Regions from separate parts of the Mus musculus genome. Here regions 1 and 3 are each linked to region 2. The links are chromatin contacts, called in public Hi-C and HiChIP or PLAC-seq maps. All regions are on one chromosome and are shown on one strand. The core of a region is the stretch at or near the end of the contact, and the rest is flanking DNA. Distances in the headings are between cores, read along the strand shown. Region 1 overlaps Sh3bgrl2 (SH3 domain binding glutamic acid-rich protein like 2). Region 2 has its middle 12 kb from the start of Gm27216. Region 3 has its middle 43 kb from the start of Gm39384.

What was found. HiChIP or PLAC-seq counts read pairs in DNA pulled down with a chosen protein or histone mark. A called contact is a pair of places that touch in the nucleus more often than the background predicts.
Region 1: a contact with region 2 is called in a RAD21 HiChIP or PLAC-seq map of pro-B cells, with 4 times the contacts expected there. The contact joins two enhancer-like sites. A contact is called at or near these places in 1 of 15 datasets of contacts at CTCF or cohesin (pro-B cells) and 1 of 9 other capture datasets (liver).
Region 3: a Hi-C map of the G1E-ER4 cell line shows a contact between it and region 2, with 2.2 times the contacts expected there. The contact joins two enhancer-like sites. A contact is called at or near these places in 1 of 15 datasets of contacts at CTCF or cohesin (large pre-B cells), 2 of 484 Hi-C or Micro-C datasets (the G1E-ER4 cell line and liver) and 1 of 115 datasets of contacts at active chromatin or transcription factors (large pre-B cells).

Annotation. Positions count from the first base shown.
Region 1 is chr9:83,575,356-83,579,394 of GRCm38.p6, forward strand. It overlaps Sh3bgrl2 (SH3 domain binding glutamic acid-rich protein like 2), which reads left to right. Exons shown (of 4, transcript NM_172507.5): 2 at 2,081-2,266. Among named protein-coding and RNA genes, the nearest start is that of Gm39384, 4.2 kb to the left of the region's middle. Within about 2 kb of position 1,501, at least 57 of the 459 cell types and tissues checked have an H3K27ac peak or open chromatin away from gene starts, as enhancers often do. A contact at or near this core is called in pro-B cells, where this site is marked.
Region 2 is chr9:83,264,376-83,268,211 of GRCm38.p6, forward strand. No RefSeq gene overlaps it. Among named protein-coding and RNA genes, the nearest start is that of Gm27216, 12 kb to the left of the region's middle. Within about 2 kb of position 2,201, at least 9 of the 459 cell types and tissues checked have an H3K27ac peak or open chromatin away from gene starts, as enhancers often do. A contact at or near this core is called in pro-B cells, where this site is marked.
Region 3 is chr9:83,613,810-83,617,550 of GRCm38.p6, forward strand. No RefSeq gene overlaps it. Among named protein-coding and RNA genes, the nearest start is that of Gm39384, 43 kb to the left of the region's middle. Within about 2 kb of position 2,297, at least 26 of the 459 cell types and tissues checked have an H3K27ac peak or open chromatin away from gene starts, as enhancers often do.

The sequences.
Region 1 (4,039 bases), core at 251-2,750, 310 kb after region 2:
AGGAAGCTGTTGAGAGGTGAGGAATGAGATTAGTGTCCCTAAGGATAAGGCCCCAGGGACCTGACTTGTTTCTTCCTCCAAGTGGGGTCATACAGAAGGGCTCCTTCCATCCGTGACCCAGGAAATGGTCAGATTTTGATCCTGGGCTAACATTTTGATCCTGGGCTTCTCAGCTTCCAGAATGAGCAGAAACAGACTTCCCTGTTTCATAGGTCACCCGGTCTGTGGTGTTTCATTACAGCCACCACTACAGACTGAGACAAGATTTCATCATTCATCATGTGGTACTTTTCCAGTAGCAAAGGTTACAAATACACCAACAAGATAATGCTCCTAAATATATTACATGTACGAAATATAAAATGTGCCTCTCGTAACACACAGTATTCTCCAGCCAAGGTGCTTCAGGCAGCATTGGTCAGCCATGAGTGTTGTGATGAGAGCATTCTGTTCAGAACCTAGGATGCAGGGACGTCATGCCATACCTCATGGATGAATGCTGCCACCCCAGGCTCATTATATGTTGAGTTGGAATTAGTATTTGACCTGTTGTGAGTTCAAAACCTGTTACTGTTTTTTGCCACCCCTACCCCCTGACAGTTATGGGACCCATATGAGGGTCAGGGCAGTCTTAAGAAGCTGAGCTCCATTCCCACTCCTCTGGATTCTGACACGTGCTGCCTGGGTTAGCAGGACTGTAGGCCACTGCTTTATGATCTCAGAATTTGGGGCTTTTTACATTCAGGAAGTGGATCATGAAAGCCCTGCCCAGAAGTGTGCATGGTCCCTCAGGGCAGAGGGAGGATGACAAAAGGAGGGTATAAGGCAGGAGAGTGGCACTGAGTGTTTTAACAGCACACCAGCCGTCAGACCTCGATCAAACACTGGGGAATCACTCTTGACCTTGGCTTTCTTAACTGTAAGACAGAAGCAGTAAAATCACTTTCTTAGTTTTCACGCTGAGTGAGTAATTGTTTTTGCCCTCAGGTTAAAGTTTCAAAACAATAAAAGCACATTTCTGAAATTATGCATCCCATGTGAGGGAAAACAGTCTCTTTTTTTAAAAATGAAAGATGGCTTCATTTATAACACCACACAGGAAGCTCAGCTTCATGTATGTGGGCTTATCAATGTGCTATTTGGCAGCACTTTATCTGCGTCTGGAGAACTGCCCCGTCCTGTTAGTCATTCTCAGACCCGCTGATCAGAGCCATTTTATTATAGCATATTACAGATTTCCAACCTCAGAGTCACATACTGCTGGTGATCTCTAAGGGGACCTATGGATGGAGGTAGAGGAAATCTGTGTGAGAGTTTGTTCTTCAGGCTTTGGGCTGTCTGTTCATTCCTTACATTTTTTTTTTAAATTGCTGCTTCTTTGGTCACTTAGAAAAGGCAGCCATGTTTTATGTTTAATCTGCTTAAGACATGTTTAACACAGTGAATACTGGCTTCATCCGAGGACATGCTGATGCAGCCGAAGCTGCTGAGGAGCGCAGCTGACCCCTAGTGACTGGAGAGGGAACCTTGGAGAATCAGAGGAGGAATAAAAAGGGTTAAGACAGAGTTGGCTGAAAGATGCTTTGTGGCTTAGTCTCACCCTCACAGAAGTGAGGAGGGAGTCATGTTTCCTCTTGTGAATTGATAAAAGAATTATTTCCTGGTCATGATTGTAGCTGTGGAAAACCCAAGAGGAATAGCAGGGTTGCTGCTCTTCCTTGGTCACCGAAGTGTCCATCTCAGATGGGATATGCATGGCTTACAAATGATCCTACAAATGGTCCTAAGCTGTGGGGGCTTACCTGATTGTAAATATCAGCTTTCAGAAGGATGGGGAGGTGGAGAGTGGCCCATCCCATCTCACCTGTCCCCTCATCCTCTGTCCTTGCGGGCATCAGGGTTGAGCCTCAGCCTCTTGGGTTGTCTAGGTGTGGGAGTCACTGCATTAGAGCTGGTTCTGTCCTGGCCTAGACAATGAGAGCAGTGTGCATATCCCCTCGGACCACAGGGAATCTAGAACAGGCTAATCTGCAAATGTGTGCACCAGGTAAGCATCTCTCTTTGTTTATCTTCTCTCTAGATCAAGAAGAAGCAGCAGGATGTGGTTCGGTTTCTGGAAGCCAACAAGATAGAGTTCGAGGAAGTGGACATCACCATGTCGGAAGAACAGAGGCAGTGGATGTACAAAAACATTCCCCCTGAGAAGAAGCCTGCGCAGGGCAACCCTCTGCCACCTCAGATATTTAATGGGGATCGATACTGTGGAGTAAGTGGCCGCACCATTCCCATACCACACTCTTTCCCTCTGTTGCCCATAACGCTGTGGGTGTGTAACCCAGGGTACATTTGGATCCTTTACAGTAAAGGCAGTGCCTTCATGCAGCACTTTTCAGGGCCGTAGGCCTAGCAGAGAGTGGAGCTCAGAGCAGCTGCAAATTCAGCAGCACAGACGGGGGCCGTTAGAGAATTGTGTGGTATGTAATGGAGTTCGAGGGTGCCTGTCAGTCTTCCATCCTGTCCCTCTCTCTGCTTTGGAAGGGAAGAGGGGAGCACGCGCTTATTGTGTTCTGACTTTTTAAGCATGTTTCTTCATTAAAACGTCTGAGGGCCAGACTGGAGAGGTAATTATTCTTGAATCATTATTCCCCACTGATAGCTGATTAGAAAACAGAATTCATATTTAGAAAGAAAAAAAAGATTATCAGCAAGGGATTGCTGTGAATATCTAAAATCTGTTTTGGTGCCTTCCTGCTGGGTGGTATATGAGAAAGCGAAGTCAGTTTGTCTAGTTATCCACCTCGCTTATTTCTTAGGTTAAGAAACAAAATCTTCCTGCTGAGTCGGTTGGGATTTAACTTTTACCACAGCTTTAAATGCCACACACGTGTTTATTTTGGGACCGCGGTCCTTTTAAAGAGCACCAGTGCAGAGAACCACAGATGCTGTAAGTGGCTGGGTTGTCATTAGGGTGGAGAAGAGGTAATAGTATGTTTTGGTGGGTGTAGAGGCAGAAAAGAGAGTGAGAAGCCAGGCAGGAAGGCTTTGAACCACCTGGGCATAGCTGCCATGGTCCTGTGATATAGAGTTCTGCAGCCATGATAGTTGTCTGCTTCGTGTTGTCCATGTCGCCTGTGGAAAGTTTCCCATCGTCTTAAGCTCAATTCTGTGGTCCTTAAACTCACTCCATTCTGAACTCTTCATCTTGTCCAACCCCCAGTCTGAGCTTTCCCAGTTTGTGCCCTCATCTGCAGGTGAACTGCCTCAGAGCCACACGTCAGCTCTTAGTTTTCAGCTCTTTGAGCAGGGTTGTGACTGTTCCCAAAGCTCTTCTTATATAAGTCATGACATGAAGAGAAAGGCTAGGAGTTGTTGTTAGAGCATTAGGTGTTTGTACTTTATTAGAGATGGGTATAGAAACAGAGGGTACATACTATTCATGATGGCCAGTGCTGATGTTTAACATGTCTCAGTGACCAGAGTGGGGGACTAGTAGAAATGCATATAAACTGCTGTTCAAAATAAAGCTACAGCTATTGGGTTGACCCAAAAGGAATTGCAGGTTAGGGTATAAGTTGTAAGTCATTGTGACTAGGCTCAAGTATCTTTATTAATCAAAATTAAAACCACCGTAATTAGCTCATTTTTGCCAATAAGAAATGTTTACTTCCTCCTGTAGTGTAAAAACTCTGCCTTGGGATTTAATGAATTCTTAGAAAACTTTCCTTATCCTGCTGCCCCTAGAAGTATTTTCCCTGTAAAAAAGTCGTCAAGAGCCTTGAAGAAGCAAAAGTCAAGTTACTAGGATGGATGGGGCCAAACTGTGTAGCCCAGTTAGATCAGCCTCTGAAGCATCGGGTATGTGACAGGTGGCAGGACATTGCTGTGGGAAACTGGATCCTTTCTGTGGACAGCACAGGGACGCCTTCAGCTCCACAGGCATCTCATCCATTTCAGGTGGAAGGGTCGCACCCTGTTCCATTGGAGTGGATCAGCTGGGCAGAGACCACCAGGGACCTAGTGTCTTCCCAGTCCAAATGCT
Region 2 (3,836 bases), core at 951-3,450:
ACTATATTCCTTCAGAAGGAATCCTAGTTATCACATGGTAAGATTTCTCTTTCTGCTTCAGCATGGTGACATATTGGGGAAGCTTAGAGCAGGATAAGGAAGCTTAGAGCCTTCTGTGAGGACATCCTGGCTCTGTGGTGGCATCAGGGGACTTTGCTGTAACTCTGCCCCATGCCAAGGCTTACATTGTCTAGTGCCTTGACCTTCTCTAAGTCTGCTTTTGCCCATCATCTTCAGGGAGCTTGAACCCATTCATCTCCATCTTTGCCATGGAAGGCTGTCTGTATGTTGGGTAGTCAGTCCTTGGTGATATTATTTAACGATGACTCTACATAAGGATACAGTTGCTGAAGACATAGTGCTCCTCCTCAGAGCCTTTAATGAAGCCCAGTACTGCATAACACCCCATGAAAGACACAACACATGAAGACCCGCTGCTCAGGGCCAGGTCAGACATCAGTATGCCACTCCTTGTAGAAGAATTCCATACAGACAGTGCCTGTCTGGAAGTCTTCATCCAGGAGTCAGGGGGAAAGGCAAAACAGCAGAGTTTTCAGGTGACCCCCAGATCCTGCAGTGTCAATAAAGCTGGTGGGAAAAACTAGTTTAAAAAAAAAAGACATAGGCATGAGCATATATCATAATGTGTGGATGTTTGGGGAGCACACAGAGGTTTGCCAGCCACTTCCAGGTAGTGGGGGAATCGTGCCAGAAAACAGTGAGAATCACAAGAGGAAGAAGGACAGTGTGTTCTGGAACCCTCCGTGAAGGCAGACTTTTCAAATCACACTGTGTGGGAACTAATATAAAAAGATGCCTCAGCAGGAAGCAATGAAGGCCAATAAACTCTAGCTGCATAAGGAGAAGAAAATAACAATGACATTTAGCCTTATGTCACTACTAATATGGAATCAGGGGGTTGTGGAAAAAAAGAATCTGGACTGTGCTATTATTCGTTCAGATGACATGTTTAATGGTGTATCCTGTACTTAAATAGGGCATCTTTAAAGGTTTCTCTAGGTACCACTCAATTCACATGATTCAGTTAGAAGTGAAACCCCATGGTAATTAACACTTAGAATTTTTCTTTGATTGTCTTATACAGAAAACTTTAAACATTATCTCCCTTTTAAATCTTACAGCTCAGCTCACCAAATAATACTGTTACATCTGGGTGTCTGGTAGAAATTATTTAATTATCTTCTCTTTGTAGCAGCATAGCTGAAAAATAGTAAACATGTAAGTATGGATCTGTCTATGACTGACAGGGTCCACGTGGAAGTTGTTTGGGGGCAGCCATGGGTCCCTGCTCTTCCCAGACGTGGAATGGCTGCCTTTGCTCTCTCCAGCTGCCGTTACTCTAAAGACTGTTTCTAGAGTTGTCTGGTAGTTTTCTTAGCTTTTCTGATTTCCTCTGACCCAGAAATAAAGATCCATATCTAGCTATATATAAATGTATCCTTTTTGTTTCCCACGTTTGTTACTTAAACACTATGAAGCAGGAAAAGGAGAAGACATCAATATTGGGTGGGGTGCTAGTGCCCTCAGGAGGACTGGGAAGCCCTTGCGGTATCATAGTGCCCTGCACTGTGAAAGAGCTGGAACCTGTCCCAGAGTTCTTTGGGATTTCCCATTTACATCACCCCGAGAAGTCCCCACCGCCGTATTTTTTTCTACAGCATTCCGGCTGGCATTGATGACCCCTCTCACTCTATCCAGATACACACACACACACACACACACACACACACACACACACACACACGTGCGCTCGTGAATCAGGCCCTGCTGGATGTTGAGCACCTATTCTTTGCAATGCTGTGAATGTTTCTAATCACGTTGATGATGCTGATTGCGCCGCTCCGGGAATGGGCTCTGTTCATTACAGTGAGCCTTTCCACTGTCCTGATCTCATCTTTCAGCCACGCAGCCTCCATGTTGTTCCTACATTATTGACTCTGTCGCTGTTCCTAGGTTTCCTCTCTTAATCATACAAGCAGCTTCTCAAGTGCCATTCTGGGACCATAAGGAAGACAAGTGTCAAATATGCCTGCCGTTCTCACCTAGATTTCCTGCAACTCCCTCTTCAATTACCACCTTGCCTGGTGGCTTATCATTCTGTTTCTACACACTGTATATAGTCCTAGTTCATACAGAAAGGAATCGGTCATGTGGTGGGACTATTAATATTTCTTTTGTCATCTATTAATTGAAAACCTCATACCTGGCTCCCTGGAGTCCCTGACCACAGTTCCATTCAAGGGGGTAGAAGGCGAATGTGTGCTGCAGGTGTGCCCTGTTTTCCAGTGCCGTTACTCACGATTATTAAGCCCCCTGTGGTTTTCCTGTTTACACGTGCCCTCAAGTTCCTGAGGGAAATATACCACATATACAGGGCAAAAATGTCAAATAGAATGCTAAGGCCCAGTTAGGAAAGAAAGCAAAGAAATAGACCTCCCCATTACAAGGCACATCTTCTTCCCAAAGGGCAACAGATGACTTCGGTAATCTAGCCAGAAGTCAGTTATATAAGAAATTATAGTAGCAATGGTGTAGAAGTTTGGAGGGCCGAAAGTCAAGCATCATTGATTAATTTCTGAACTTAGAGGTTAGTTTAGAAATATACAATTACTATAAATTTAATGTATAATCAGTAAGAATTTGAATCTATATTTTGTGGCAAATAACACAACTGAGCATTTCAAAGTGGAGTGGAGAGATAGTTCCGCAGTTAACCGAGTTCATACAGCTCTTTCGGAGGACCCACGTCTGAGTTCTCACATATGTTGATTCACAACTGCTTGTAACTCTAGCTCCAGGGAACACAGGCCCTTTTCTGGACTGTGTAGGATACACATATAAAAAAAACACACACACACACAATTTATTTATTTGCTTATTACTTTATTACCTATTTTATTATTAATCCGTTTTATAATACAAATAAATATTCAAAAAAATAAAAGTAGGCGGCTTTTTTCTTTATAGTCCACACAATCTTGGTTTCTTTCCTGAGTTAAATCCTTGTCTTTTTGTTTAGGGAGCCTAAGTCTTCAATGCCTGAGTCACCTCTCCAGGTCTTTCCTAAGAATTTGGACTGCCAGGAACCATCTCTTTTTTTTCTCTTTTATTGCAAATGGATTTTTTATATAATATATTCGATTCTGTGATGGCCACACCTGCCCTGATGATCTGGGTTCCCAAAAATGGAAGACACATACACACAGCCTTGTATTTTAATATGCCTTAAAACTTTCATGTGGGTAACACTTCCCCTCAGATATTCCTGAGTTATTACTTACTAAAATATATTCCAGCATGGCAACTGTCCTCTTCCTTTTCCCTTGGTCCTTTCCCGGGGATCCTAAGGTCCTGCCTCTGTCTCCCTGCCCAGCCATTGGCCACTGGCAACTTTATTTACCAATCAAAACTAACTGGGGACAGGGTCTCTGAGTGTCTTATGTGCACATGCACAGATTCCCATGCAATTTGGGGGGCCAAATCCACAACACCACAGTTTCACCTCTGCTGCCACTAACTACCTTACAGGACAGCTTTGGTTTACTGTGCTAATCCAATGAATATTTTCCTTTTCAACACAATTCACTCTCAACAAAGAAATGTATTAAATATTTCAACAGATAAATTTCTGTATTTGTATTTAGTAAAATTTAATATAAAACTAAATTGAAAAACTACATTATTTTGGAAAGCACAATTGTTGCTAAATATACAGTTAAGTGATGCTAAGTGTGTTCATAATTTACACAGGAAAATCCAGAATGGTTTTACCTTGTTAAGGTAGATATATCTATCTTTTTTCCTTGTTTCGTTTT
Region 3 (3,741 bases), core at 1,047-3,546, 350 kb after region 2:
ACGCAGTGAAAATGAGAACAAGGAAGACAGAGGTGCTGGCAGCCATGCGGAGGTGTTCACAGACAGAAGACAGAGGAGCAATTCAGACGAGCTGGTGGGCAGTGGCTGCATCCTTAGGAGCATTTTCAGCCTTGTACAGGCTTCCTGATGGCAAGGGCCCCTTTTAAGCCTTCCTGTTGGCTTAGATAAATAATGGCTTCTCAGCCAGCTGGTCAGGCTTAGCCATGGGCTGGAAGCACTCTGTGCAGGCCTGTCCCTCTTTGCATTGCACTAAGTATAATCCCTTAATGCACTAGAGACTGGAAGGGCTTCATTAAATATAGTCTTAAAGTTATCATAGTCTCTGGGCTGCAGATTGCTGTTTTGTGGTACGTTGGTTTTATTTGTTGGCTGGTTGGTTTTGTTGTTTTTTATTTAGGGAGAAAAAAAATCCATCCATGTGCTTTTGGGGATCCTTTCTACACAACACAAAGCTTGGAAACCTTGGCACAGACTTATGGCAAACCCTCCAGACACCTGAGTGACCAGCTATGCTACTGTCTGCTAGCATAACGCAATAATGAACCTCAGTTTGAAGATGCCCTTTTATTTCCATACAAATTTCCCTCCAGGTTTTTCTTAATTAAAGTTAAAATGAGAGAATAATGGTTATGTCTGTAGGAGTCCTAATTTTTATTCAACCATTGTGTACAATGACTCTTCCTCTAAACCAATACTATGAAAATTTTTCTTTTAATTGCCTACTAATTGATTTAGTTCAGTTATTGACCCAATGGGGTGGTTTCCCGTATATGGCATGCATTTCTTTAATGGCGTTTAAGGGTAATAATTTCTAGTTTATAACCTTCATTCCTCTCATTCACCTGGTACTAAGTCCAGCTTCCAGCCTTATAAGCCTACTACTGAGGCATGGCTGAAAGACCAGCCACAGGTCATGGGATCATCACTTGCCAGACAAAGGCCAAAGACAACTGAGCTTTGTCCCATAGAGAGAACCCATCTGTACAGAAGGAAAACCGGCTCCAAGAGAGATCCAAGTGGTTAAACAAAGGACCACATACATGTCAAGTATCAGGGAAGGCCTTCACCAGCCTGTGCCATGTGCCTGTGCCTGTGCCATGGGACAGATGACCAGAATTGGCTCCCTAAAGGACTGTGGAGGGCTTTTGCCTAGTGATGGAAGCTATGCTGCTTAGATGATGAATATTGGAGACATCTGCTGCATCCCAAATCCACCATTTGTTCTGAGCATGGCTACAAAGCAAAGCAAAGTGAACTCTGACCTTGGGAGAAACAGCTTTGTTCATGGTAAAGTCTATGATGTGATGTCATAAGAGATTGCAGCATCAGATCAGAAGTGGGGGACAACAAATGGGCAGTCCTCTTTATAGACAAAGAACAGTAAAGTATAAAAATTGTCAGCAACCCCAATAAGGACCTGGATAGAATAATGCAGGTACTCTTAAAAAATCCACTGAGTGCCAGGCAGTGGAGACACATGCCTTTAATCCCAGCACTTGGGAGACAGAGGCAGGTGGACTTCTGAGCTTGAGGCCAGCATGGTCTACAGAATGAGTTCCAGGACAGCCAGGGCTATACAGAGAAACCCTGTCTTGAAAAACCAAAAGAAAAAAAAAATCCACTGAGCACATCTGTTCTAAGCAAGTGGCTATCCAAATTTTTGTTTTACCATGACCCATATGGAAAATGTATATCACACATTAAAACTAAGTATACACACATGTAATATATAATTAAATTTTATAAACATTATTTTACTGTACAGAGCTCATAGACATTGCCTAGTCAGTCTTTCTCATATTTCTAAAATTTATGCATATTTATGTTTTGAAGGTCCTACAGTCAAGGTGTCAGCAGAGTTGGTGCTAATGGGCATCTTGGAGTGACTATATCCAAATTTCTTCTCTTTAAAAAAAAATATTTATTTAATGTATAAGAGTATACTGTAGCTTCAGATACACCAGAAGAGGGCATCGCATCCCATTACAGATGGTTGTGAGCCACCATGTGGTTGCTGGAATTTGAACTCAGGACCTCGGGAAGAGCAGTCAGTGTCTTAACTGCTGAGCCATCTCTCCAGCCCCCCAAATTTCTTCTCTTGTAAGGACTCTAGTTATACTGGATTAAGGCCCACCCCAAAGACCTCACTTAATTATGACCAAAGCCCCATGAATCATAGCAAGACCTGATCAGGCTTTGTAACAAGCAAAGCTTCAGTTAGCAGTGTCAGGGACAGGACAATGTCTAATGCTTTATCCCCGAACACAGAGACATTCCAAGACACTGAAGGTCATGGTTTCAGTGTCTAAGTTTTGGTTGAGATAATAGTGTCATACCGTCCTGACTTCAAACAACAAGTTAATGTCACAGCCTGCTATCAGTGGTGACATGCAGTTTGTAAACATTGTTCAAGGGACAATTGAGTGCCCTCCCTCATATAATTTACTGTTGATCCAAGGCTTAGTGTGCTTTTCCTGCAGTGGGCCAGATCATATATATTTGAAGCTTTATGAGCCATGCACTCCCCTTTGTTTTCTTAACCCATAGAGAATGTGCAGTCTTACCTCGCCCTTTGTGTACAGTGGAGTTGATGAAGTGTGTGGACTTGTCATCTGGCTGCCTGCCTACCTGACAGGCACTTCCTTAAAGCATTGCAGGCGAGGACCTGTCACTCACTCAACTTCCTCCAATCTGTTTCTAGGTATAAGCAAGCCTAGGAATAGTCTGCGTGCCTGAGGACGAGTTTCTAACAAAGGAATGCTAACTAGAAAGCACAAATATGCCGCCTTAGTGTCTGTTTTCAAATGCTGAATCAGTTAAGTCTGTCACAAGGAGGGAAGAAGGGACGTGTCTGTTTAGTCAGATCAGCTCTGTTTTAGTTGGGAGGCTGACTCTGCCACCACGTCGCTACCACAGTTTGTCCCATTCTATGTAGCCCATTCACAGAATGCAAGAGCTGCATTTCCTCCACATTAGCAGTGCTCTACAGGGCTGGGTAAAAGAATAGGGAAGGAGAGAGGCTAGTGTCTACCTCTCCTTGTTTAGTAATGGCATTCCCCTCAGGGAGGGGAGGAGGGGAAAGGGTCCTTGCATTCCCTTCAGGGACACATCCCCAGCGAGCTAACTTCCTTCCACTAGGCTCGACTTGCCAGAGTTCTGCTGCCTCTCAGTTGCACCCCAGGCTGGAGATCAAGCATTTAACACGTGGGCTTTTAGGAGATATTTAAAGTCCAGACAACAGAAGTTTGTTTGTATAAAATTAATTGCAAGATCAGCTAAGATGACTGCCTCCTTCTCTCCAGATTCCTGTCATGTTTTTTGAAATCGATGTGTTGGGTTGTCTGTGGGCCAAGTTTAGCTAAGGGGAAGTTGAGTTGAGGAGATGTTAAGAACTGTGTGGTTCACCATCACTGTCTGCATTGGGATCTTACTGCCAGGAGTATGATGAGCTGGAGGAATCCCCTCTCTGCCGATGGTGCCCGCTCACATTAGTGATGCAGTGATGCAAGGCCTGAGGGACTCATGTTATCCCCATGTCCAACATCAGCTGCCGAAAAGGCTTATAGTATAGAACACTGTAGCCATAAGCTAGTCAGTGGGAAACACTGCCCATAGTCAAAGTATAGACCAGAACCTTAATTAAGTTCTTCCTCTTGTCTCATCAAAAGCCAAGTTCTCTCTGGTTAAAATGTAAGTGGCAAGGGTTATGTATAAGGCAAA